2 separate regions of the Ovis aries genome follow, and region 1 is linked to region 2. The links are chromatin contacts, called in public Hi-C maps. All regions are on one chromosome and are shown on one strand. Each heading gives the region's core, a stretch centred on a gene start, on an enhancer-like site or on the middle of the called end of the contact. The rest is flanking DNA. Distances are from core to core; before and after follow the strand shown.

The links. Hi-C and Micro-C count contacts between places; a contact is called where the count stands out from the background.
Region 1: a contact with region 2 is called in a Hi-C map of skin fibroblasts, with 3 times the contacts expected there. The contact joins the promoter of ADRA1B here to the enhancer-like site in region 2. A contact is called at or near these places in 4 of 16 Hi-C or Micro-C datasets (liver, skin fibroblasts and tail adipose tissue).

Annotation. Positions count from the first base shown.
Region 1 is chr5:69,081,713-69,087,815 of ARS-UI_Ramb_v3.0, forward strand. It overlaps ADRA1B (adrenoceptor alpha 1B), which reads left to right and starts at 4,418. Exons shown (of 2, transcript XM_015096166.4): 1 at 4,418-5,789. The coding sequence starts at 4,841.
Region 2 is chr5:68,847,376-68,853,397 of ARS-UI_Ramb_v3.0, forward strand. The region is part of intron 6 of LOC121819669 (a long non-coding RNA gene); the gene reads left to right. Among named protein-coding and RNA genes, the nearest start is that of TRNAC-ACA, 17 kb to the right of the region's middle. Within about 2 kb of position 3,471, at least 4 of the 54 cell types and tissues checked have an H3K27ac peak or open chromatin away from gene starts, as enhancers often do.

The sequences.
Region 1 (6,103 bases), core at 3,168-5,667, 240 kb after region 2:
CTGAATGGGTTTGGCCATGTCACAGGACCTCTCTGAACCTCAGTATCCTCATATGTAAAAGGAGATATTTCCCACCTTGCATTGTTGTAAAGATTTGAGTAAGTGCACACAGAGTACCTAAAACAGTGCCTCCCACAGAGTAGGTCCTCTCTGAAGGGTGCTTTACCATCATCATCATCTCCTAAGGCACTTAGCTCACTCTAGGTTATTATTTGCTTGATTTGATTCAACTTGATTCACCCACAGTGCCTAGCATGATGCCTTACACAGAGTAGGTGCTCCTGTGTATGGCTGGCTGAACCAAAAACTGGAGAGAGGTGGAGAGGGAGTACCATGCAAAAGTGCACGACCACAGTTGAGAGGTCTCTTCCCACAGGTCTCTAAGCAGATCTCTGAATTTCCCACAGCCTTGGTCTCCCCACAGGTCAAACGCAGTGGCATCTTCTCCTAGAGGGCCCACAGAAATGGGAGTTTGCAACATCAGAGGTTTCTAATGTAATCAGATAGATAATGAAAAGGTTCTTCTTCCCTGAGCCTTGAGTGAGTCAGAGCTCTGTGCCTGGCATTGCCCCGGGGAGTACCAAGAAAATGAAATATCCTTGTGACACCTAAACAAATGGTCAATTCCGTGGGTCAAATATCAGCCAGAGGGGTTAAGAGGCGTCTCCAGTGAAGGGAGGAAAGGAGCAGCAGATCATGAACACGGTGCTTAGTGGAGTCCAGGTACATGGCTCCTGTTAAGGCTAATCCCTGTTTGCCTTATGATGGGATGTGTGTTTTGCTTTCGTGAAAGATGCTGATAAATGACAGCGTGTCTGAAATCCACATCCGGACACCTAAATCAAGCCATAAGTTCTCAGTTAGGTAACAAACTATCTTCTTTTGTAACAAGTATAAACCAAATCTGTATCTCATACTTGCTCTTTTTTTTTTCCCCCCCTGGCCTTTTGCCACTGTAGAAAAATGTCAGATAGGCCAAGTTTTCACACTGCAGCTGGTTACTGTGATTATGTAGACACAGTCTCTGTAAATTCAGTATGTGTTGCTGGCTGCTCAATAGCTGGTAAAATTAATGCCCAGGGAAGTGGGAAATGGGCCACCACAATCAAAATGTGGACTTCAAACTTGCTTCTCATTCGCCCCACTCTTTCCCTCCCACATCCCTGACTTTGTGCTAATCGCCAGCTTTCTGCCGACTTACTGGCGTTCTCTTCCTCCTCCCACTCTGCCTTGGGAGTAAACCAGTTCAAGAGAAGTGCCATCATCCTAGACTTGAAGATACATGAAGATGATGGGAGCTGAGCATATGAGACCCCGCTCCCAACCCACTATGGATGATGCATGGGAGAAAGGGGCAGCAAGGTTGCTGTAAGAGGCCACTTTATCCAGCAAAGGAAGCTGACCACTGGAAACTAGAAAACCTCAAAAGACCGTCTAGCTCAGGCCCTATCTCCAGACAGATTAGTACATGAGCCACCCAAGACAAAGGACAGTCTCTTCTCTTCGCAAGGACCCTGGCAGAGGCCTGCCTGAGTTGTCCCCATCTCACATCTCACTGTGTAAGTCATGAGTAGCTGCCATGTGTGGCTTCCCTCTGCTCTGTGGGCCAGGGAAATGGAGTTTGAGAACCAGCTCTGCACCTGAGTAGTTACGGGAGTTCACCAACTTCCTCTACCTCCTGGACTACCTCCAAAATGAGAAAATGGGCAAGTGAGGGTTCTGCCAGCTCTGGAAGACCTGAATCACTATAAACCTGTGAATCTCTTATTTTAAAATCTTCAAATACAACTTAAGCCAGTTTAATTGAAATAGAAAGAGTATTTTCAGGGTTCTCTCAACCACAGATTCCTTAATCTTAGGGAACTCCTTGAAATTTTATATTTTATGCATTTGAGAGTCTGTAAATTTTGGTGGGAGAAGAGTAAATCCTTAGATAGGTGTACAATATTCCCCAGAAGAGGTTAGGGACCCACCTCTAGGATGAAGAACTGAAGTGTAAATCATCTTGAGTGGTTTCCCGGTTCCCTATCCCTGAACACCAGGCTATACTGATTATCAAGGGCAGGAAGTAGGAAGATGCAGGATTCTGGATGAGAATAAAGGAAAGCATAGGCTTTACTTCTCAATCTCCAGCTATCACTACCCATTGCTCTGCTGCATGTCTGCTAGCCATACAACCTCAGGAATCCACTAACCTTCTCTGAATCATGGTTTTCTCAACTTTCAGTGGAGCGTGGTATGTTTCTCTTAAAGGTTGTGAAGAATAAAAGAAATTGAGTAAATGCTTGACTATCAGTGGAAACTCAATAAATGTAAGTTTCTTCCCGCCACTAGTGGCTCGGATCCCAAAATTGACTATTTCAAAGATAGCTCCATCTATAACAATCAATTAACATTTATCTCAAATGTAAATTGGTATAGTTACTATAGAAAACAATAAGGAGGTTCCTCAAAGAATTGAAAATAGAGCTACTATATCACCCAGCAATCCTGCTTCTGGGTATATATCCAAAGCAAATGAAGACAGGATCTCAAAGAGATATCTGTACCCCCATGTTCAATGCAGCATTATTCACAAGAGCCAACACTTGGAAATAAGCGTCCATCAACTGATGGATGGATTAAGAAGATTGATATACATACACAATGGAGTATTATTCAGCCAAGATAAAGAAAGAAATCCCGCCATTTGCAACAACGAGGATAAAACTTGAGGGCATTGTGCTAAGTGAAATAAATCACACAGAGAAAGGCAGATACTACATGATATCACTTATATATGAATCTTTAAAAAAAACTCATAGAAACAGAGTTAAGTGGTGGTTACCATGGGTTGGCAGAGAAGGACCGGGTGGGGAGATGTTGGTCAAAATATACAAACTTCCAGTTATAAGATGAATAAGTTCTGAGGATCTAATGTACAGTATGGTGATTGTAGTAATACTATATTATATACTTGAAAGTTGCTAAGAGAGCAGATTTTAAATGTCTCACTGCAAAAAAAGAAATGGTGATTATGTGATATGTTGGAGGTATTAGCTAACAGTATGATAGTAATCATTTTTCAATTTATAAGGGTCTCAAATCAACTTACATAATGTTATATGTCAGTTATATCTCAATAAAGCTGGGGGTGGGATTCACCCCCTTCTTTCTTCTGGAGGAAAAGTGTGACATATAGCAGCTAAGGGCTCAACTTTGGGTAGATGTGCGTTTGAGTTCCGCTCCCAAATTCTCTGCTTGATGGCCGTGTGAACATAGGCAAAGAGTTCAATTTTGCTGCACCTTAGCATCCCATCTGCAGAATGAAATGGTTATGAGAACGGTCTATCTTTCCTAGTGTTGTAAGAAAATAGGAAAAGTACTTAGCACGCTGTCTGGGACTGGGACATATGGATAAATGTTAACTAACATGAGGCTCTCCCTCAGCATCCTTAGCCACACCTTCTCTCCTAGGTACCATTCATCCACCTTGGAGAGTGTGTCCCTATAGCTGAATGTCCAACGTGGATATCAGGCAGAAAGGGAGGAAAAAATCAACAAATAATATGGATTCTCCAAGTCGCCGCCCTACCCCCACCCCCACTGCCACCCCCAGATAGCCTACAGTTTGTTGCCATTTCTTTCAGGTCGTGACTCAAACATCACTTCAGTAAACTCCTGAGCACCCAGATAAAATTTCAAATGTGCCTCCAAACCATTCCATTTCCCCAACCTTGCCTTATTTTCTGTTACACCTGTCCACCTAGGGCACATCTCAGAATTTGCCTACTTATTTGTAGGTCTCCTCCCACTAGAATATAAGCTCCCCAAGGACAGAGGGGTCTTTATCTACTTGGTTCAGCTGCTATACCCACAGCACCTAGAAGAGAACCCAGGGCAGACAGTGGACGCCCGATTAACAACCTGTTTAATGAATGAGTGAGTGAGCGAATGAATGAATGACAAGAAGCTTTCCACCAGAAAGGCTGCACAGGGAGGTAAGGATGGGGGTTGGTCTCAGACCTGACTCAAGGCCCTCTAACCTGCTTAACCATCGAATTCTGCCTCTTTTAGGTTCCACGCAAGTTGCAAAGCTCACTCCAGACCCCCCTCATTAAAAACAAGCACCCCTACCCCCATTTTAAAACTGCGCGGTGAACAGGAGGCAAAAGAACCCCAGAGGGCCACTCGGGGTGGGGGGTTGGGGAGGAATGGAGGGCATGGGGAATCCCCACGCTGAGGTCGCCCTACCCCGCCCCCCTCTCTGCACACCCTACCGGCTTGCCCCCCGGGGGCGGCGCGGGGCGCAGCCGGCCTCGGAGCTCATCTGGGTGGCGGCGTCGGGGCAGCGGAAGCCTTCGCTGGACCCGCATTGCCCCCTAGTGCCGCGCGGAGTCAGGGCGCCGGGCTCCCCCGCCTGATGTCACCGCCGTGCAGTCAGCCCAGAGGCGGCTCATTGAAAGCAGACCCTCCTCGGCGCTGGCTGGGCGGAGGCGCCGCTGTCCGCAGACCCGCCGCGGACCGGGCAGAGCCGGGCGCCCCCTGCCCCGCCACCCTCTCCTCCCCGCCGCTCTCCGCGAGCCCGGCCTGGCGCGCCTGACGTGGACCATTAAACTTGGAGCTGCCGCCTCGTCCCTTCTCTCCTCCTCCTCCCTCTGACAGGCGAGCGAGCGGCTCGGTGCAGGCAGGAGACGTGCTGCCGGGCTGGGCTGCCCGGGGGAGATGACTTCTCGCCAGGAGGGCACCTCTGGGAAGAAGACCACGGGGGAAGCAAAGTTTCAGGGCAGCTAGCTGAAGAGCCTTCCCCGCAGCCTTCTGAGCCCTGTCACCCCGCTGGCTATGGAGGGCGGACTCTAAAATGAATCCCGATCTGGACACCGGCCACAACACATCAGCACCTGCCCACTGGGGAGAGTTGAAAAATGCCAACTTCACTGGCCCCAACCAGACCTCGACCAACTCTACACTGCCTCAGCTGGACATCACCAGGGCCATCTCCGTGGGCCTGGTGCTGGGCGCCTTCATCCTCTTTGCCATCGTGGGCAACATCCTAGTCATCTTGTCTGTGGCCTGCAACCGTCACCTGCGGACGCCCACCAACTACTTCATCGTCAACCTGGCCATTGCCGACCTGCTGCTAAGCTTCACCGTTCTGCCCTTCTCTGCTGCCCTGGAGGTGCTTGGCTACTGGGTGCTGGGCCGGATCTTCTGTGACATCTGGGCCGCCGTGGACGTCCTGTGCTGCACAGCCTCCATTCTGAGCCTGTGCGCCATCTCCATCGACCGCTACATTGGGGTGCGCTACTCTCTGCAGTACCCATCTCTGGTCACCAGGAGGAAGGCCATCTTGGCGCTCCTTGGTGTCTGGGTCTTGTCCACAGTCATCTCCATTGGGCCTCTTCTTGGGTGGAAGGAGCCGGCACCCAACGATGACAGGGAATGTGGGGTCACTGAAGAACCCTTCTACGCCCTCTTCTCCTCCCTGGGCTCCTTCTACATCCCTCTGGCGGTCATTCTGGTCATGTACTGCCGCGTATACATCGTTGCCAAGAGGACCACCAAGAACCTGGAGGCTGGAGTCATGAAGGAGATGTCCAACTCCAAGGAGCTGACCTTGAGGATCCACTCCAAGAACTTTCACGAGGATACCCTCAGCAGTACCAAGGCCAAGGGCCATAACCCCAGGAGTTCCATAGCTGTCAAACTTTTTAAGTTCTCCCGGGAAAAGAAAGCAGCCAAGACCTTGGGCATTGTGGTCGGCATGTTCATCTTGTGTTGGTTACCCTTCTTCATCGCTCTGCCACTTGGTAAGTTGGGGACTGGCCGAGGGGAACTGGGCATCCTCAGCTTTTGGGATTACTGATGAGCTTACTATAAAGTTTTCATGGGTTTGGGGTTTTTTATGCAGTCTGTGTGTGTTTGGAGGCTGGGGAATATTGTTTGTTCTGCAAAGGCTTTGCAGAATGGGTAGCTGGCTAAGAACCAACTCAGGTGTTAGCAGAACATGCTAAGGGGAGGTACGAGTTACTCGAAATAGAACCATGGGAGGAAAATCTGGTATGTGGAATGACTCATTCAACTGCCTTGGCTTAATAATTAAAAAGGACACTGGACTTGAACA
Region 2 (6,022 bases), core at 2,221-4,720:
AAATCACCATAAAAGCTACAGAAATTAAAAAGATAAGGGAAGACCATGAATAGCTTTGTACCAACAAATAGACCAAAGGAAAAAATTTTAAATTCTTAGACACAAATTACCAAAACTGACCCAAGAAGAAATAGAAAATCTGAATAGATCCATAACAAGTAAAGAAATTTAATTAGTAATTAAAATCTTCTGAGGAAAAAAACCTAAGCCTAGATGTCTTCATTGGTGAATTCTATCAAACATTTAAAGATTATAATAGCAGTTCTTCACAAATTATTCCAGACAATACTGGAGGAAAGAACACTTTCCAACTCACTTTATGAGACCAGTATTACTCTGATACCAAAGCCAAAGACATAATACAAATTAAAAAATTTAGGCCAATATCCCCAATATTGGAGAAGGAAATGGCAACCCACTCTAGTATTCTTGCCTGGAAAATCCCATGGATGGAGGAGCCTGGTAGGCTACAGTCCTGGGGTTGCAAAGAGTTGGACACGACTGAGCGACTTCACTTTACTTTTATCCCCAATATAGACATAAAAATCCTCAACAAAATATTAGCAAACCATTCATATCATAAAAAAGATTAGACATTATGATCAAATGAGAATTATACCAGGAAAACAAAACTGGTTTAGCATTGAAGGAAATGAAAGCTTAAATCCCTCCATTGTAAATTTCCTCATCAACCTTTAAACCAATGATTTCATCCAAAGATGATCATTATCTGAATCAATTATTTCACTAAGAATTGCAGAATGATGAGTTTCTAATGCTATCTTTCCTAACACATTTATTAGTTAGAATCCCTCTATGAAAGATAAAAATTTATCTCATCATCAAGGGTTATTATGCTACTCTGGAAAACGGTTCTTCCAGGAAAGGCAGGATAGATATTTGATTCTTTCACTTTAATTACAAGCTTGCAGAGAAAAGTGTGACCTAGTTACTTCTGTGTTTCCAATGATGTGCTTTTCACCTTCTTCTCCCCCTTCCTTTTATTTTCACTTTCTCTTTTTTTGAGTATTGTTATGAATTTATGGTTTTTATATATTCAATGTGTTTTAATTAATTTTAGTCATCATTCTATTGATGCATAAATTGTCCTGCTTTAGCCAGTGGGAAGTCCCTCATGTCAGATCTTTGTCTTTTTAACTGGACCTCATTACTCTGATAGTTTCCTTACATAATAATATATACCCAGTTTAATTTTTCTGTTTTCTGCCATTTCCACCGGTATCTCTGCTTTCTTTTAGTGGGAAGATGTTTAGACACCACAATCTGGGTCTTAGGCTTAGGCCTTTTTAGTGGACAGTTAGGAATTAATATTTTTGAAAAAAAAATCACAAGTTCATACGATACTTGCAATTTATTTTGAGAGCATTATGCTGTGTGAAGTAAGTCAGAAAGAGAAAGACAAGTACTGTATGCTATGACTTAGCCATGCAACCTAAAAAAGTTGAATGTGTGAAAACACAGAGTAAAAGGATGGTTATCAGGGGATAGGAATGGGGAAATTGGGAGATACTGTTAAAGGGTACAAATTTGCAACTAGTAGATAAATAAGTCCTGGAGTTCTAATGCACAGCATAGTGATTATAGTTAACAATACTATATTATAAACTTTGAAGTTGCTAATAGACTAGATTTTTATAGTTCTCAACACAAAGAAGTGATGATTGCTACATTACTATAGTAATCATATTGCTGTGTATAAAAGTACCGAATCAACTCATTATACCTCTCAAACTTATAAAATATTGTATCAATTATATCTCATTTAAAAATCAAGATATTTATTAACTTCTAAAATAATAATTCTCTTACTTTGCTGAAGACTGTTCTAACAACATTGATTACTTGTTTCATGCTACAATATATAGAAAATATTTCTAAAAGGAACAATATTGCTATAACATACTATATTTATATTTTTATGAATTAGATTATATGCAAAATATATTGTTATATTTATAGTATAAAATAATATTAGTATATAATATTACTATATTTGCAATAAGAGAAATTTTCATTTTATAGGTCAACAGTGGCCAAATATTGGCAATTTTGTATGGTTCTACCTAATACTAACAATAAGACTACTGAATGAAGTCCTAAGATTTATTTGCAGCTTTTCTTGGTTTTAAAATATGTTTCACAAGAATATAAAGTCAAAACAATTTTATGGAAGTTGAAATGACTATTTTCTTTGTGTAGTTAATAAACATTTGGTTTTTTTGTTGTTGTTTCAATTTGTATTCAATTTTCATAAATGTCTTATTTTATTTTATTTTTACTTAATGTTATTTTTTGAGTGTGTAAACATTACGTGATTCCAAAGTCAAGATTTATAAGAGGACATTCAGAGAAATTTTGCTGCCAACCTATGTCCTCAATTGTGCACTTCCTCCTCTTTTATTTTTATAAGTATTTGTTTATCTTTCAAATATAAGCAAGTAGTATATAAATATGTATGTATGAATGTATGTGGTTTTCCCTTTCTTATACTGTTCTGCAGCTTGCTTTTTTCTCATGAAAATATCAGATTAGCATTTTGAAAAGATCACTCCTTCTGTAGGCAGAAGAGACTGGAAATAGACATTCTACTGGAAATAGGAAGGCATATTAAGAGGCCACACTGTTGGTGGTGGTTGGGTGGTGCAGGGGGGATGGAGAGAAGTGGACACTGGAGGTGAATTTTGGAGGTTGGACGTAAAGGACCTAGATATTGTTTGGATGTAAGGAAAACCTATAGCTTTGTGCAGGAAATCCAAGCCATCCCCTTGGTCACATTTATATTCCCAGTGGTATGAAATTTTCTATTGAATAGAATAGTAGACCATATCTATACTTGTTTCTTTTTTAAAGTTATTATAGAAAATTTTAAACATACATAAAGTAGAAGAGTATACTGAACCCTAACATATTAATCACAGAGATTCAGCCATTATCAACCTATGGCCTATCTAATATTTTCTATATTTCTATATTTTCTATCACCTTCCACCACCCCTAAGAATATTTTGAAGCAAATACTGGGAATCTAACCATTTTACTTGTCTGTTCCAGCACCTTAGGGAAGCATTGTTATTCAAATCCCACTGTTCCTTTCTCTGATACCTGCCACTCTGCTAACTGACTCATTAAAGTTCATTCCTTTATAGTAAGGCTTTGATCCCTTTAAAAATTCAACATAGCTTGTGTTTCACATAGACACCCAATGCACAGTTTGACTTAAAAATAGAATCCCTTTGCTTGCTGGATGGTAGTAGTTGGTGGAGAAAAAGGTCAGTTATAATGGTGACTTATTCATCCACAAACACTCCCCGGAACCCAACTTACCCATGAAGACTCTGCAGTGTGGTTAAGCCCTAGCCAAATGCTCTTGTGCTATAAGGTTCATGGCATGTCATTTCTCCTAGAGAAGCTTCCTGACTCATGGCAACCAGTCAGCCTCTCCTTTCTGAAGACTTCCTACTGAGCTGTGACTCAGAGATAACTATCTGCTCTTGTCACCAAACACTTGGACTGAGTGTGTTACAGCCTATAAACTTGCTTACGTGGAAGGCCTTTCTCCCCACTTAGAGTCTTCATTGTCATGACTTGCAGCCTGAAGCTATCCTGACTTTTCTCAATGTCCTTTGCACCAGGGTCTGTTTTATTGTCCTAGCACGTCTGTAGGAGTTACCATGCAATGCTCAGTTACTGACAGTTTTCCTAACCTTCCTCAGAACTAAAATAGAGACCATTTTACAACCTATTTCCTAGTGTCAATGTGATGATTAAAGATAGTACCTAAAGATATGGCAACCCACTCCAGTGCTCTTGCCTGGAGAATCTCAGGGATGATAGAAACTAGTGGGCTGCCGTCTATGGGGTCGCACAGAGTCGGACACGACTGAAGCGACTTAGCAGTAGCAGCAAAGATACTAGAACCATATCTCAGACACACTGTTGTTACTGCATTAATGTATCTCATGGATACTGACTTTATCTTCCTTACTTACTCCATGTTCAGTGTGAACCCTCTTTCCTGTTTACTTTGGTTATTGTTATTCTAGGGAGTAGAACTGTCTGACCAAGAAAAGATTCTTGATCATTGTGAGTCTCAGTACTCTCAAATGTAAAATGGGATTTTAACATGTTGTGTAAAACATTTTATGGGTTAAACTGGAAAAGGGGTATAAAAGTGATAGCACAGCAGCACTGGGCCTAGCACATAGTAAGTATTCAGCAAAGACTTGGAGGGATTGTCAGAGCCTTGGCTGAATCACCACCTGGGATGGGGCACATCTGTCTCCTCAGGTTGAAAAGATTTAGGTGTCATTCCTCAGGTGGGCGGAGAGAAACATGCTTTTCCTGCCTATGTAACATGTCTTGTGTCAGAGGGCTATGAACAGTAGTTGTTCTTCTTAGAAACTATTTGGACCCCAAAGCAAGCTTAGCTCCAAACATAATGTTGTTTGAATTAACCCAAATTGTTTAATATGTGCCACTAACTTCCAGAATTCTACAAGTATCTTAAAATGAACTTGTTTCATTATTTATCAATTCTCTCAATATTATCAACCATAGTTGTCAACTAACCATTTATCTTGACCTGGCGCTAAGAAATCAGTTCATTTTAGGTTGATTATGACTTTAGGAACTAAGTATCCTTTGTGCTACTAAACTCAGTTGAACAGGCCCCCAGGGATGAGGGGGTGGGAAGGAGACAGCACCATAGTGGAAAAAGTGGTTTTAATTTTAACTTTTATTCGGTATTAACTGTTTTCCCACACTACTTTGTAAATCACAGACAGGAAAAAGCACAAAGCAATAAAAGCAAAACATATTCAAATAAAACCCCACAGTATGGCATAGCAGTAGGTACTGAAGCCTTTTGAGGCTTAATTTTTTTTTTTAATGCCTCATTTGCTTTTGAATTTGGAATTTCAGGAGGCAGAAGAAAACTTGTTTTAACTTGTCTAAAAAATAATGTATATTGTTGTTGAATCAAGACTGAAGAAATGCCCCCTCAAAGCTCTCTTCCAGGATACCATTCTTGATAATTACCTCACCTTTATTTTTTTTTGGTAACTAACCAGGGGGATGCTAGACTGTTACTTCTAAGGTTTGTGTCATGCTATTATATTGTTTAAAGTGTGTTAGTCACTCAATCATGTTTGGTTCTTTGTGACCCTACAAACTGTATCGTGCCAGGCTCCTCTGTCCATGGACTTCTCCAGGTAAGAATACTGAAGTGGGTTGCCATTCCATTCTCCAGGGGATCTTCCTGATCTTCCCAGAGATTGAACCCCGGGCTTCTGCATTTCAGGTGGACTCTTTACTATCTGAGCCACCAGGGAAGTTCCATATTAGTCCATCTCTGGTGGACAGTTGTGTTGCATCAAATATATATTAAACTCTGTGAATTCAGCTGTCTGCATTTGTCAAAAGAGGAAGAGGTTAAGAGGATTTAAAAAGTGTGAGCAAGTCCAGCCACTATTTCACTAGCCCCTAAGCAAATGTTCATTGGTTTCATGGGATGCCCTAATTGCAAAAGTGGTTCTCCAGGCTAAGTATGTGTCTTAGTGCTGAAAACTCAATTTTTTAATAGTGTAGTTTTAAAACTTATTTGGTGATCAAAGGAAGAAAAAGCAATGTCTTACATCCCTAGAAAGAAACATAGCAGACTTTGAAGGGTAGTTATAGCTTTATCCACCAATTTCACACCAACCCCCACAAAAGATGGGACTCTGTTCATTGCAAGGCAGACGTGGGAGCCATGCATCAGAGTGGCAGTTCAGATCATAGCAGTTTCCTCTCTTCCCTGGCTGAATGATCCTGGGACAAAGACATGGCCTATGCAAGGACAATCAGATTCTCCATCCCAGGAACCTGAAATCTGATTAAAAAGATGCAGACAGAGATGTTTCCACAGCAGAGTTAGTTGAGTGGCAGCTTCAGTGACTCCCGGGGCTGAAATCCCCTAAACTGCTCCCATTCCTTCTCTTTTCAAATCACAATTGTTTGGCAA